Regions from separate parts of the Mus musculus genome. Here region 2 is linked to region 1. The links are chromatin contacts, called in public Hi-C maps. All regions are on one chromosome and are shown on one strand. The core of a region is the stretch at or near the end of the contact, and the rest is flanking DNA. Distances in the headings are between cores, read along the strand shown. Region 1 overlaps Gm27243 (a long non-coding RNA gene). Region 2 holds the start of Ndufaf4 (NADH:ubiquinone oxidoreductase complex assembly factor 4).

The links. A called contact is a pair of places that touch in the nucleus more often than the background predicts.
Region 2: a contact with region 1 is called in a Hi-C map of liver, with 2.4 times the contacts expected there. The contact joins the promoter of Ndufaf4 here to the enhancer-like site in region 1. A contact is called at or near these places in 2 of 39 promoter capture datasets (hippocampal neurons and liver), 1 of 484 Hi-C or Micro-C datasets (liver) and 2 of 115 datasets of contacts at active chromatin or transcription factors (embryonic stem cells and large pre-B cells).

Annotation. Positions count from the first base shown.
Region 1 is chr4:24,236,264-24,242,937 of GRCm38.p6, reverse strand. All of the region lies in intron 1 of Gm27243 (a long non-coding RNA gene), which reads left to right. It also overlaps the pseudogene Gm11892. Among named protein-coding and RNA genes, the nearest start is that of Gm27243, 190 kb to the left of the region's middle. Within about 2 kb of position 3,562, at least 1 of the 459 cell types and tissues checked has an H3K27ac peak or open chromatin away from gene starts, as enhancers often do. A contact at or near this core is called in liver, where this site is marked.
Region 2 is chr4:24,894,454-24,901,127 of GRCm38.p6, reverse strand. Ndufaf4 (NADH:ubiquinone oxidoreductase complex assembly factor 4) reads right to left here and starts at 3,045. Exons shown (of 3, transcript NM_026742.4): 1 at 2,826-3,045; 2 at 2,452-2,555. The coding sequence starts at 2,961. Gm46848 (a long non-coding RNA gene) reads left to right here and starts at 3,006. Exons shown (of 3, transcript XR_001784261.2): 1 at 3,006-4,438.

The DNA.
Region 1 (6,674 bases), core at 2,313-4,812:
ATTTAAAAAGTTTACTGTACAACAAAGACTTCAGAATTACATTGTTATTTTTTTCTTCAAAATCAATTTCTGAGAGGTTCAAAGATCAAATACTAGAGGCAAAGAAAGTCAGGTGAGTCAGGCATTTCATTCTTTACTGTGGCTTTTCACTTCGCAAACCTAGCATGACCATGGTTTGAAATGATGCAAGTGAAAACAGTATTTCAAAGTCTGTTTCCTTTTCAAAGCTGAAAAATCCACTTCAAATGATGGCTTACAGGTAGAAGTGACCTCGAACTCTTTCTTAGAATTTGAGTTAGGTTTATACGTGCAGGTAGATGATCTTTGGCTTCACTTTAGAATTCGGGGTAGAGATTCTGGAAACTGAATAGCCCTTTATAGGAGCTCAGTGCCTGCTACAGTGTAGCTGTCAGAGGCGACTGTAACTGTGGCTGTGCACGACGCTTTGCATCATATGCATTTGCTTATTAATCTGAGGTGTTTAGCCGTACAGTTGTAAGATAATAATTTCCAAAATGGTTATTTATGTGGACTATGTTAAAATATCCCACCTTCTTCAATGATCTCCACCTCCTAGCTTCCATTTTTAAAAATAAACACCTTAGGCTTCAAGCAGCATGATTACTTAATACAAAAATAAAGACAAGAGCTGGGAATGTAACTCAGTGGTAGAGAACGTGCTTAGCTTGCTTTCAAATCCCCAGTATTAACAAAATAAGAATAACCAGGGTAAATGGCAGGGTCCCCCTTTCGCTAACCAGGCCCCGTTAACATTACATTCGACCACATTAAAATGTTCTACAAACTCCATGATAAAAATCTGAATCTCTGAAGGTTGGCAAGAAATCTGGCACAATGAAGATAAATCTCACTTGTAGATTTTTCGAGGATTGAAACACTTCTACCTCACCATGCAAAGAGGAAAAGACACATTTGCAAGCTATTGCTCAAGAAACACATTTACATCTGAGTTGATGCTATTTGAAGGTTTTAAGAGGCACAGAAATGATACGTGTGCCTCACCACTCCAGACCTCAGCAAACAGATCCCACGTAGTGAAGTAGATGAAAGGGTGACGGGCACAGCACACTTTCTTATACATTAACACTTTCAATAAAAGGGGAAGGCAGCGCTGCACAGACTTCATGGATTTAACCCAGGATTCTACTCACAAAGGAAAAGAACATACTTTTAGGGAGAGTGTTGGCTCTATCTAAAATGATAGCATATTTTAAATAATGCAGGGATTATATTTCTGTAGAATCAGAATTGGTCATTTTGATGTTTGGCTTGACTTTCTAATACTTTGTATTTTTCTTCATACTAAGTTAAATACTGCAGAATTCTTATTCATCTTTTCTTTATCAGAATTCATGTTTTTAGCTATGAATCCTCATGTGGCTATTTGTACATTTAGAATTATAAATGATAGATTTTATTTTTCTACCATATACTGAAATGTAGGCTCTTGGATATACAGGTCCAGACTAATTTTAGAACGGGAGTTTAAAATTTCACAGTTCATTATTAATCTGCAAAGCTAAACATCTGAGCTAGTGATTGAATTACTAAAGAAATTCTGAAACAAAATGCTCTTAGCTGTAAGTCTGGTCTCTGTAGGTCCACTTTTAGAATTGCTTGTGGTTTATATGGATTATTTTTAAGGGAAGTACTTGTACAAAAGTTCAAGGGTGTGATATTTACATGTTCCCTTTACATAGCACACAACCTGATTTGTGAGGAAATGAAGGGAATTTAAATTAAAATTTTAGGCCATGAATGTAAAATTGCTGAGTATTTTGACATAGCACAGGGTCGGGGAATTTTTTTTTAAAGTCATCCATATAGTAGTGGAACTTTTAATAAACAATAGTTCTAAGACAATTTCTTTATGGAAACAGAATAGTATTTATGGAGTGATATTGTGAGTACGTTAAGTAAAATGAAATAAGATTAGCTTTATTCTTCCTATAGACCTTCAGAGGTTTAGTTGCCTGAATTACCACTTCTTCCAATTTGGTTTTCACTCCACTCAGGCATTTCATTAACCTGTTCCTGGCTCTGTCGCTGGTCTGCAGAAAAACCAGGCAGAAGCTTTTCTGAACAGATTGTTGACAGTGTTCGCTGTCAGATGTGTTTCTGAGTCCAAGGGCTGTGGTTACATTAGAGTGTTAGAGCATTCATGTTCATTTTGGTTAAATGATATCATATAAGTTGATGCTATCTAATAATATTTAAATAAAAGTTATGAGGTAGTATTAGATAAGAAATATTTTAAGCAGTAGTTTCTCTGAAATTATTTTGACTGTTTCAGATCTGGAATAAAGACATCAACATTGAGGCACATTCCTAAATTTTGCTACTTATGCAGTGAATTATTGGATTTGTAAGTAAAACTTTTTGTAAAATGGTTGATTTCCTCTCCAAATTAGGTGTAAGGTGCTCAGAGGAAGGGCATAAAACATTGTAAGCAGATGTAATCATACATTTCCCTGGGTATAATAAAATTCTCCTTTTCATTCATTAAAACGCTCAGTTCTATCCTGGTGAAATAAATTACATGAATAAAGTTGGCACTGAAATGCATAAAATATATTTTTACATTAAAATTATATTTACTTTGGATTTTAGTTTGATATGTTTGCATTGCTCAATAGAGCATTTTGGTTCAGGTAAGAGAACTTTAAAATCTGCACTGGCTAAAAACAAACAAACACTCTTTGAATTTGAAATTTAAAAGCACTTCATAGTTGTGTGGTTCAGGCAAAGGTTTAAAAGTCCAAGGCCAACTGTGAGTCCATAGTTGGAAGCTAATCTAGGCACATGAAAGTATCTCACAAAAGAGAAAGTCAGAAAAAGAGAGAGAGAAAAAGCAGCATTTTGAAGTTCAACTTTCTATCCAACACTCTTTGGTTTGAGTTTATTGGTTGTTATCCTTCTGAATGAGAAAGAATGTGCTCACCACTTGTGCATAGCAGTCTTTTCTTGTGTCGGGATGTTGTAAGATGCCAATTGCTTCCGTCTTTTGCTTATTTTGAGATTGCTGTCTTGCTTGCTTGTTCATTTCGAGATCAAATCCACCTGACAGTGAGTATTATTTGCTATGTTGTGTTTGGCAGTAAGAAGAAGCCACTAGAATGTCACTCATTAAGAACCACCTTGTGAGGACCATCAAAACTCAGCTCTCCATTTCTCCATTTCTTCATATCTACATTTTGCTTTTCTGATCTGGTAAAATTTTTAGATACAGTTCAGCCAACACCTCTTCAGAAGGCCTGGCACTATTTTAGATTCCTTCATGGAAACAGAGAAACGAGACAAGGAGTCTTGAAACTTCTATTCGAGTGGCACTAGGAAAGCAAGGACTTTATATACTTTCTACCTTAAGCACACCATTGGATCAAAGTGCTTGCCTTTGATTGACTTTCCCATCAGACTTGCTATTTCTGAGATTTTTTTCCCCCACAAATATTTATTGAGTGCCTGCCATGTGCCAGGCACTGTTTACCCCCAATGAGAAAACAAAACGAAACAGAAGCAGGACAGAGACAGCAGAAAGAAATGGGAGGAGGACAAAGGGCAGTTGGAGAAAGCTGAGGGAACTAAGCAGCCTGGGGTGATGCAGGGCTCCCTGGCTTAGGCCTCTTCTGCCTCGTCTCTGAAATCCTCTTCCTCTTCTGTGGTAGCATCCTGGTACTGCTGATATTCAGAGAAGAGGTCATTCATATTGCTCTCAGCTTTGGTGAACTCCATCTCGTCCATGCCCCCACCTGTGTGCCATGGAGGAAAGCCTTCCGGTGGAACATTGCTTTACACTGCTCAGAGGTGCACTTGAAGGTCTCCTGGATGGCCATGCTGTTCCCAATGAAAGTGACTGCCATTTTGAGGCCACGTGGTGGGATGTCACAGACAGATGTCTTGACATCGTTGGGGATCCATTCCACGAAGTAGCTGCTATTCTTATTCTGCACATTGAGCATCTGCTCATCCACCTCCTCCATGGACATCCGATCACGGAAGACAGCTGCAACTGTGAGGTACCAGCTATGGCATGTGTCACAGATGGCCATCGTATTCTTGTCATCGAAGACCTGCTAGGTAAGTTCAGGGATAGTGAGCGCCCGGTACTGCTGGCTTCCATGGCCATTGAGAGGGGTGAATCCAGGTATGAAGAAGTGGAGGCATGGGCATGGCACCATGTTGACAGCCATCTTTTGAAGGTCAGCGTTAAGCTGGCCTGGGAAATGGAGGTGGCTGAGACGGGATGGTTCTGATCTCCATAGGTTGGTGTGGTGAGTTTGAGAGTGCTGAAGCAGATGTTGTAGAAGGCCTCGTTGTCAATGCAGTAGGTCTCATCCGTGTTCTCCACCAGCTGATGGACAGACAGGGTGGTGTTGTAGGGCTTAACCACGGTGTCAGACACTTTGAGTGAGGGTACCATGCTGAAGGTATTCATGATGCGGTCAGGATATTCTTCTCTGATCTTGCTGATGAGCAGGGTGCCCATGCCAGAGCCCGTGCCTCCACCCAGTGAATGGGTCAGCTGAAAGCCTTGCAGGCAGTCACAGCTCTCTGCCTCCTCTGCACCATATCCAAGACAGAGCCAACTAGCTCAGCTCCCTCTGTGCAGTGGTCCTTAGCTCAGTTGTTGCCTGCCCCAGACTGACAAAAACAAAGTTGTCTGGTCTGAAGATCTGGCCAAAGGGACCTGAGTGAACAGAGGCCATAGTTCCAGGTTCTAGATCCACCAAAACAGCTCGAGAAGCATACTTGCCACCTGTGGCTTCATTGTCGTATAGAGAGATTCGGTCCAGCTGCAGGTCGCTGTCCCCATGGTAGAAGCTTTCTGGAACTCTCTAGGTTTCACAGTCCACAGCTCTTCCCTGTCTTGGCCCTTCACAGCTACCCCCCTCCCATTTTCTGTAGTTTTAGCTCTCCATGGCTGTCCCACCTTCTCTTCTACAAACCTTTCTAGCCTCGGCTTTCTAGAATTCACAGTCTCAGGTCCCGGGACCTTGGAACTCTTCAGAAGCCTTCTAGTTCCCACTGGGTGTGTCTGGGTCTGGCAACCCCAACAGTTTCTGGTGCTTGTGTTACCAACTCAGAGCACTCTACTTGTGATAAAGACCACAGATATGAAGAAAAAACAGTTGAATGAGGTTTTATAGGTGTCTAAGTTATATTCACTTGTGTGTTTGTGTGCAGGTATGTATGCATGAGCTCACACATGTGTGAAGTGCAAGTATGGTGAAGACAGGCATCTCCTGGTCTGTTCTAGGAACAGTATGAAGAGAGCTGCTTACCTATCCAGTCATACCTTCATAGTAATTGTCATTGGTAAAGGTGGCATTCTTTATCACTGGACTCAGGATAGGTTCAAGGAAGTATCAAAGCAACTGTGGGCAGGGTGGGGAGAGGTTTTACCAGAGGGTCAACTAAAGTTCTTATAGCCTAAGTGCCTAGAATTTCTGATAGAGTGGCCATAAAAGTCTCCTGAAGAAAAGTGGTGGTCATAAGACTGTCACTTGGGTGTCTGTGGCGTGTGTCTTTGGGTGATAATGCTGGTTTGATGTCTCTAGTATTGATTAGATGGCAGGGGGTTTCCTTCAGCAACTAGGAGGTGTCTAAAGCGATGATAGTTGTCATGCAGACAACTGGATGAACTCCAGAGCAAGCTGTTGCTTGACTGACAGCTTCAGAAATTTTGATAAATGTGATGGAGGGGAAGCTGTGGCTGCTGCTTACCTCAGTGAACCTGGAAGATTGGCAGAACCACCCACAATCTGACTGGATTTAGGGTTCCTGAAGATCTCAACAGGAGTTTTTATTTGGCCTCCATCCCTCCCACCTGGGGTAGTTGTCCAGTTCTGCTTCTAGGCAAGGACTAGTAAGGAGAGATTTTGGGCAAGGGCCTGGCAGTTGTTAGTCTAGTAGCTGGAATTCAGCAGTCATTGACCATTTCAGTCATTATGAAAACAGTCAGGAGTGTTTCAATCAAAGGAATGTGAGATTAACGTACACTTCAAAGAACTTTATTTAACAACTCCTAGAAAAATAACCTTCGGAAGGGTGGGGTCCTCCTCTGTCTCATTGACTTGGGTTCTTGGTTCACTGGTCACTCTGTTTATCCTCCTTTGCCAATGTTTCTTTTTTTTTTTCCAGGGCTCTTTATGCCTGGTCTCATTATGTGGTCCTTGCTCTCCTCCTCCTCCACTTATACTTCCTGTGCCAGCTCAGAATTCTGTGACTTTATTATTTATTTATTTATTTATTTATTTATCTATTTATTTATTTATTTATTTATTATTTTTTCCTTTTTTAAAATTAGTTATTTTCTTCAATTACATTTCCAATTCTAAAAATTCCAATCCCAAAAGTCCCCCATGCCCTCCCCTCCACTCTCCCCTAACCCTACTCTCACTTCTTGGCCGTGGCATTCCCCTGTACTTAGGCATATAAAGTCTACAAGACCAATGGGCCTCTCTTTCCACTGATGGCCGACTAGGCCATCTTCTGATACATATGCAGCTAGAGACATGAGCTCTGGGGGGTACTGGTTAGTTCATATTGTTGTTCCACCTATAGGGTTGCAGACCCCTTCAGCTCCTTGGGTACTTTCTCTAGCTCCTCCATTCAATAGCTGACTGTGAGCATCCACTTCTGTGTTTGCTAGG
Region 2 (6,674 bases), core at 1,796-4,295, 660 kb before region 1:
CGGCGCTGTTAACAGCTTACTTGAGAACTGTCTTCCAGCCTTCCCTCACTGATAAACTATTACCTAGATGTGTAAGACGCTTCTGGTCAGTGTTATCACAGCAAAAGGTAGCCCATGCATGCACACATGCACGCACGTGCAAGGGTGCACACACATTCACTTACGTACAGATTTTGAGACTCGGTCTGTGCATAAGCATCCACAGGCAGGTGGATCTCGTGAGTACCCACCTGAGCTTAACCTCAGTCTCTGTGCTTACTACCTAAGCCGTGCCAAGGATTCCCTTTCTCTTCATTTCCAGCTATTCCTGCCTATACTACTTCTAGGCCAATATCAAGGTATTTCTCTCCCCGCCCCCCGCCTTTTTTTCAATGACTCCCCAAAGCCCTTCTGATAAATCTAAAGTTTCTTGGCATGTTCTTCATGATGCAGCCATTACCCCAAGTCCCCTTCAGTCTCCCCTTGTTGCATACCGTACCTAAGCAGTCTCCCACACTCACTCACTCCACCTTCTTGTTCCCACTTGAGTCTCAGGCACTCACTCTTTTCCTCTTCCACTTCCTAAATCTCAAAGTGTCTCTCATCTTCCAAACCCAGGTACATCTGCCTTTCCCTCCATACATACAGATCTGGCTTTTCCACTTGACATCAAGATGAATAAAATTTAACATCCTCTTTTCATTTAGTGGAAAGGCAGAAAAAATTTACAAATTCCACATAAATATAAAATATTAAGAAAACAAAAAAACTGAAAAACTACTTCCTAGCAGATATGTTAACTAGTTATGTCAATAGCTAGAAAATAAAAATCAATTATTTTCCTGTGCATTAAAATGAGGGGAAGAAAATTTCTACTTAATAATAACATCTTTCTTCCTTCCTCAAAGACCTTCTAAAAAAATTAGAAGATCTTTACCTCTCTTTAGTTAAACTGTGAATACAATCTAATTATCATCAAATCTAAACAAGGCTTACTAAAGACACTAAAAATCTGATTCCCAAGTTCATTTAGAAGGAAGTGATTTGAGAAGATATGAAGCTTTTTTAGGTTATAACAGTCACCAGGATGTGTCATACCACTTTATTGAGATAGTATGGGTCTAGTGGTAAGAAACAAAAAACACCTGGTCTACAGAGTGAGTTCCAGGACAGCCAGAGCTACACAGAGAAACCCTATCTTGGAAAAAAAAAAAAAAGAAAAAGAAAAAGAAAAAGAAAAAGAAAAAGAAAAAGAAAAAGATGAAACAAAAACCAAACAACCAATAAGTCTATAAACAGAAGTCAGAAAATTAGTAAATAAATTATAGTTAGGTGACTGGCACCTATTTGAAGAGGTTAAACTGGTCACTTCAACAGACTAAATACCAAGTATAATATCAAATAAGTATCTTTACACAAAAATCACACACACACACACACACACACACACACACACACTCACATGCACCTCATACTTAGCATAAATGGGAAACCCTCCTTCCAAGTATTGCTGAGCTTAAAAATAATACACTATGGCCAACAATCAATGTATCTTTATTGTGTGAAAATCTGGTACTAACTAAATCCTACTGTCACTATTAAATTATGAATATTATAGAAGTAGCTGTAATTGCAGTCTTTTGCTCAGTATTAGATAATACAAAAAAGTTTTGTAATGAAAACAAAAAACAAAAAAAACTTTGAGGGCTGTGGCTGGTACTTCCTCTTCATTTAATCTAATTCTTTGCCTTCCAGGCTGCAACTTCAATTTGCACTCCAGGCCCAGGGTTAAATGTCACTTCCTCAGAAGCAGCCTTTCATCTTCCCCAGCCCGTAATTACATTATAGTTGTACAGCTGCTCATCCACGGAATGGTCTGTGGTCCGCAACGTACCATGGGCCTCAGAGAGTAATTACTGTTTTAATCACTACACACAACACTTACACCTGACACAGGAGACATACCCATCATTCCAGCATGCTATATTAACTTACATATAATATTACATATCCTGTTGGGACACATCCTCAAAACTATGAACGTGCCCCCACTCCAAACCCCCAAACACTGAGGTTGTCATTAAGAGCATCTTAATTTACAGAATATGAAATAGCTCTCAAAGTCATACTGGTCACTCAGAAAACCACTAAAAAATGCCGTAACCCAACCCTACAACTTCTGCAATAAACAATTCACACAGGTCCATCCAATCAATCCCTTCACAGGTCTTTCGGTATACCCTAAGTATACCCTAAGTATACCCTAAGTATACCCTAAGTATCGAAGGGGGTCCAGGCCTGCCTGTGTCTAGCTGTCTGTGCTCTACACTGACTGCTCCCCTCTACACACACACACACACACACACACACACACACACACACACTTTGCACTTTCACTCGTTGCCCTCTTTTTCTTGATCACTTTCTCAGACCTCCAAAATAAACTGCCAACTTAATTAACGTATACATTACCGGCAAGGCAGGCACCGGATCTTTGGAATCGACATATACATCTCTTAGCAATGACAGCAGCTTGTTATCTTTTTTAGAAACAACTTCTTCGATTTCTGGATACTCTAAGGAAAGAAAATAAGCCATAGTATCTTTTTTTTTTTTTTTTAAGGAAAAAAATCTCTAAACTCGTAAACATGTACAATATTAAAAAAAAAAATCATCTGGACATCTTGGGGCAAACACTTGGACGAGAGTCTGCGTGCAGCCTGCGCAGACGCCGGGAGAGAGCGCGGGCTGCCTTGGGCTCCGGGATTCCTTCCAGCCGCCACCACCCGGGGCCCGCGCGGGGACGACCTCAATGTCACCGGAGGCCTGGGAGGGACTGCACTCACGACTCCGGTGCTCCTGCAGGAGGTCGCGGGTAGAAGGGTGCTTGGGTGCCATGGAGGGCTTCCTCTTGCTGATCTCTCGCTCCGCTCGCTTCTCCACGTTGAAGTTCCTTAAGGCGCGGGTCACGCGAGCCCCCATCTCTAAATCATGATGCCCTTAGTTCACTACGCACGTGTAGAAGCCACCGGCACCGGTGACCTCTGTACGCACGGAGCATGCGCACACCAGGGGCCAGGCACCGGTAAAACGCCGAGGACGCGCTCGTCGCCCCCTGGTGGCCGGGAGGACGCACCCTGGACTCCGCCCCGCCCACCCTTCCGCACAGGCGCATGCGCAGACATCTGGGCGTTGTCAGGGACGCCGGCCGGCGACTCCGGAGTCTTTAAGGATGAGCTGCTGTGATCCCACGGTTGCAAAATCCCGAGTAGCCAGTGTGGAGCGGAGATCTTCCAACCTCTTCAGAGGGCAGAGCGCAGGGTCAAGGTTCTGAATTTACCTGCCCATGCTTTTGAGAAATTGAGAATATTTGTTCTCAGCCGCAATTCCATTCTAACAGCCCTTATTTTCCTGTCCCTTGCCTGGAGCTTTCTGAGCCAATTTTGTGTTGGTTTTGTTTGTTTGTTTTAACTCTTTCACTATCTTGACATACCATTTTCCTGCCACTTTGTCCCTAGTGCTATGAGTTTTAGGCTTTCCTTCCCCTTCTCTCATAAGTAGTACTAACTTGACATACTCCTCCATTAGCGCTGAATCACCGTGCTCTTCTCAGCCCCATTTCTCAGCTCTACTGCCTCTCGAGTCTCTGTAATCTTGGCAAACCCTGGTGTAACTTAACGCTGTATTTGGAAAAAGAAAAAAAAAATCTACGGTACACATTCTATCTTCCTTTCCCCTTCTCTTCCACCCACCCTTTGTCTCTTCCTTCTTTTACGTTTCCGAAAGTATTCAATGTGATTGGCCCATAGTTTTTAAAGCCCACCAGCAAGAAAATAAGTTTTCGAATTAATATTTTTCCCAGACTGTGGTTGTGAAATCTATTAAAGATTTTAGCCTGGTTGGTTAGGTGAATAGATTAGTTGTGTCTAACCAACTTAAAGAAAAAAATTAGGGGGAGGGGTTTTCATTTTTTTAAGGACTATTACTAATTAAACTGTTTCATAATAGAGAAAACACTAGAGGGGTAAAGTTCTCACTGTTGCTTATGAAACCTGTCTCTGGAGATGGGTTATGTAGAAGCTAAAACCGTGTTCAGTGAGTTAATTTGTTAGTTATCCTGAAGGTGGCAGTCTGCTCCAAGATTTCCATCTGAGAGCTTTTTAAACAAGTTCATAACTGGGTGCCTTTTTTTTAAAACCAATTTCTCTGGACATCAAGAAATGTTCCTTGGCCTCATTAAGTCTGTTCTGTGCTTTAAGAATTATAGTAGCAATTCCACTCACTGCCTGCTAAAGTATTTTAAATTTTCATGTGATTCCACCAAACTTAGGGCTACATGAAAGTAACCTTACACAAGAGTTTCGAGTGAGTCCAGGACAGCAGATAGTACAAAATTAAAGATCTGTGAATTTCTACACGCAGGAAAGCTTGGATTTGACACTGGAAGAGACAGTGGCAGGTGAGCCTATTGTTTTATCTAGCCTTGGCCTGGGGTTACTCAGACCCTTAAAGACCAAAACAAGGCAGAGAGGCTCCAGCAGAACCCACCTTTGGCTATCTTACTTTGGTAATCAGAATGGAAACAAAATCCTGGACCATAAATCCATAATTTCAGCTCTTCTTGTCAAGACATACAATGTAGCAGAAGGTCTGAACTTAAGATTTTCTTTCTGGCTTCTGCCTGAGGATTGAAGGCAGACCCTCAAGGGAAGTCAGAAGTCTGCTTTTCTCTCAGCCAAACTGAAGTAAGGTTGATAGCTGATAATGAATGATAGTGATGAACTCCAAATATCACCAAAACAGTAAAATGCTAGTTTTTGAGAAGAGACATTTTCCTTTGTTTTGTTTCGTGCTGTATGCCCAAATGGTGCCAGGACAAAGTGGGTGTTTATGCCAAGATCAGTTTCAATCATTGACTAGCATGCTCTTTCCATGTGATGGTGTTGTTGAACCTGGGAAGGCTGGAACATCAATAGGCATTATAACAAGGGTCTAGAATGCCATCTGCCTTTGCCTCGCACTCGCAGCAGTAATAGTCACCATCAGGTAGAACCTGCAAGCTTCCCTCACCATTGTGTAGCAATTTCCTCCTGGTTGAACCTTCCCTCCTAAAGCAGGAGGGATGCTTATGAGACTCAGGAAGTCAACAGAGCTTACAAATCTGGGAAAGCTGAAGGCTACATGTTAAAGAAGGCCACTGAATAGTGCTAGGGAGAGGAGGATTAGAGGTGAGGAGCTGCCTGCCCGTCAGACAAAGAGCTCCAGAATTGCTGTCTCAGTGAGCTGTTACCCAGATCGCAGCAGGCTGGTTAGTGAAATGGCTCCTTACTAGTCATCCCGTTCCTCTAATGTATTCCAGTGAGTAACCCTCCCCCCAAAATTCACTGGCTTCCCAAGTTGGACTCTGGTGGAATTATATACTTTATCCATTCATTGGTTCCCTAGCTCCAGTTAGTAGACATTTATTCACGTCTTCCGAAGAAGTGTCAGGCACACAATACTTACCCTCCTCAGTTCTCCTCTCTGCCTCTACTCACCATTACACACTCCTCCCTGTACAGAACACACTTCAGTGTCCTACAAGGCATTTTAGAACTTACACTCAGGAAGTAGGTGACTCAAGTTCAAGACATACGCTAAAGGCGTTATAGTGAGCAAGTTGCAGATGTTCGTGGGTCTCAGAAATATCTTTGTGGGATATTGATGTTGAGGGAGAATCTCTCTAAAATCTGCACTACAGTACAGGAGTCAATGGATTTGTAAGAGCCCAATTCACATTATTTCTGAGGTTGTAGGTTTGGCTAGTTTTATAGTGACATGGAGTTACTTGTTTGTGAAACTTGCAACTGGAATCAGAGGCACCCAGACTTCAAGACAAAAGGCATTAGTCTTTTTGTAGATCTAGTGTTCAAACTAAGGAACTGTGAACCTTATAAATCACAGTGAAAAGAAACACAGATCTCTGCTCAAAAGAAATATATTATGAGCCAAATATGAATGACCATAGCTTGAGAATATAGATTCAGGTTGTCCTAAATGATATGATCTAGTGTGGGAGTGGGTATGTAAACTTTTCATAAGCCAGAACAAAAGAGCCATAAATTAATGGGCTTACCAAATATACTTATTGTGGCAAGGTTACCTAATAATAGCAGCTGCTAAAAGGGCTATTTGTTTTGGTTTACAGTCCAAGGCTATACAGACTATCAAGGCAGAGAAAGCATGGTAGCAAAAGTGAGACACCTAGTCACTTTGCCTCTGCATTCAGGAAACAGAAAAAAAAAAAAAAAAAAAAAAAAAAAAAAAAAAAAAAACCCTGGTGCTCGTCTTGTCACGCTCCAAACCCATGAAATAATGTCACTCACATTTCCCATTGCAAGAAACCCTATCAAGATAGGGAGCCCAGAGGCTTGTCTCTTTGGTGATTGTAAATTCTCTCAAGTTGACAGCCAAGAGCCATCCCACGTCTACTCATGATCAATTTGACATCATAACACGCCACTTTTAAGTCACAACAGTCTATCTATTGTCCTCATAGGCTCATGGCTATCTCATACAATGTATGTAGTCCAATTTCAAAAGCCCCCAAAGTCTTTAACAATCCCTCAAATTATACAAATGCAGGGTCTCTTCTGAAACTCAAGTAGTCTTTTAACTATGAGCCCCTAGAACATCAAAACACCAGTTACACACTC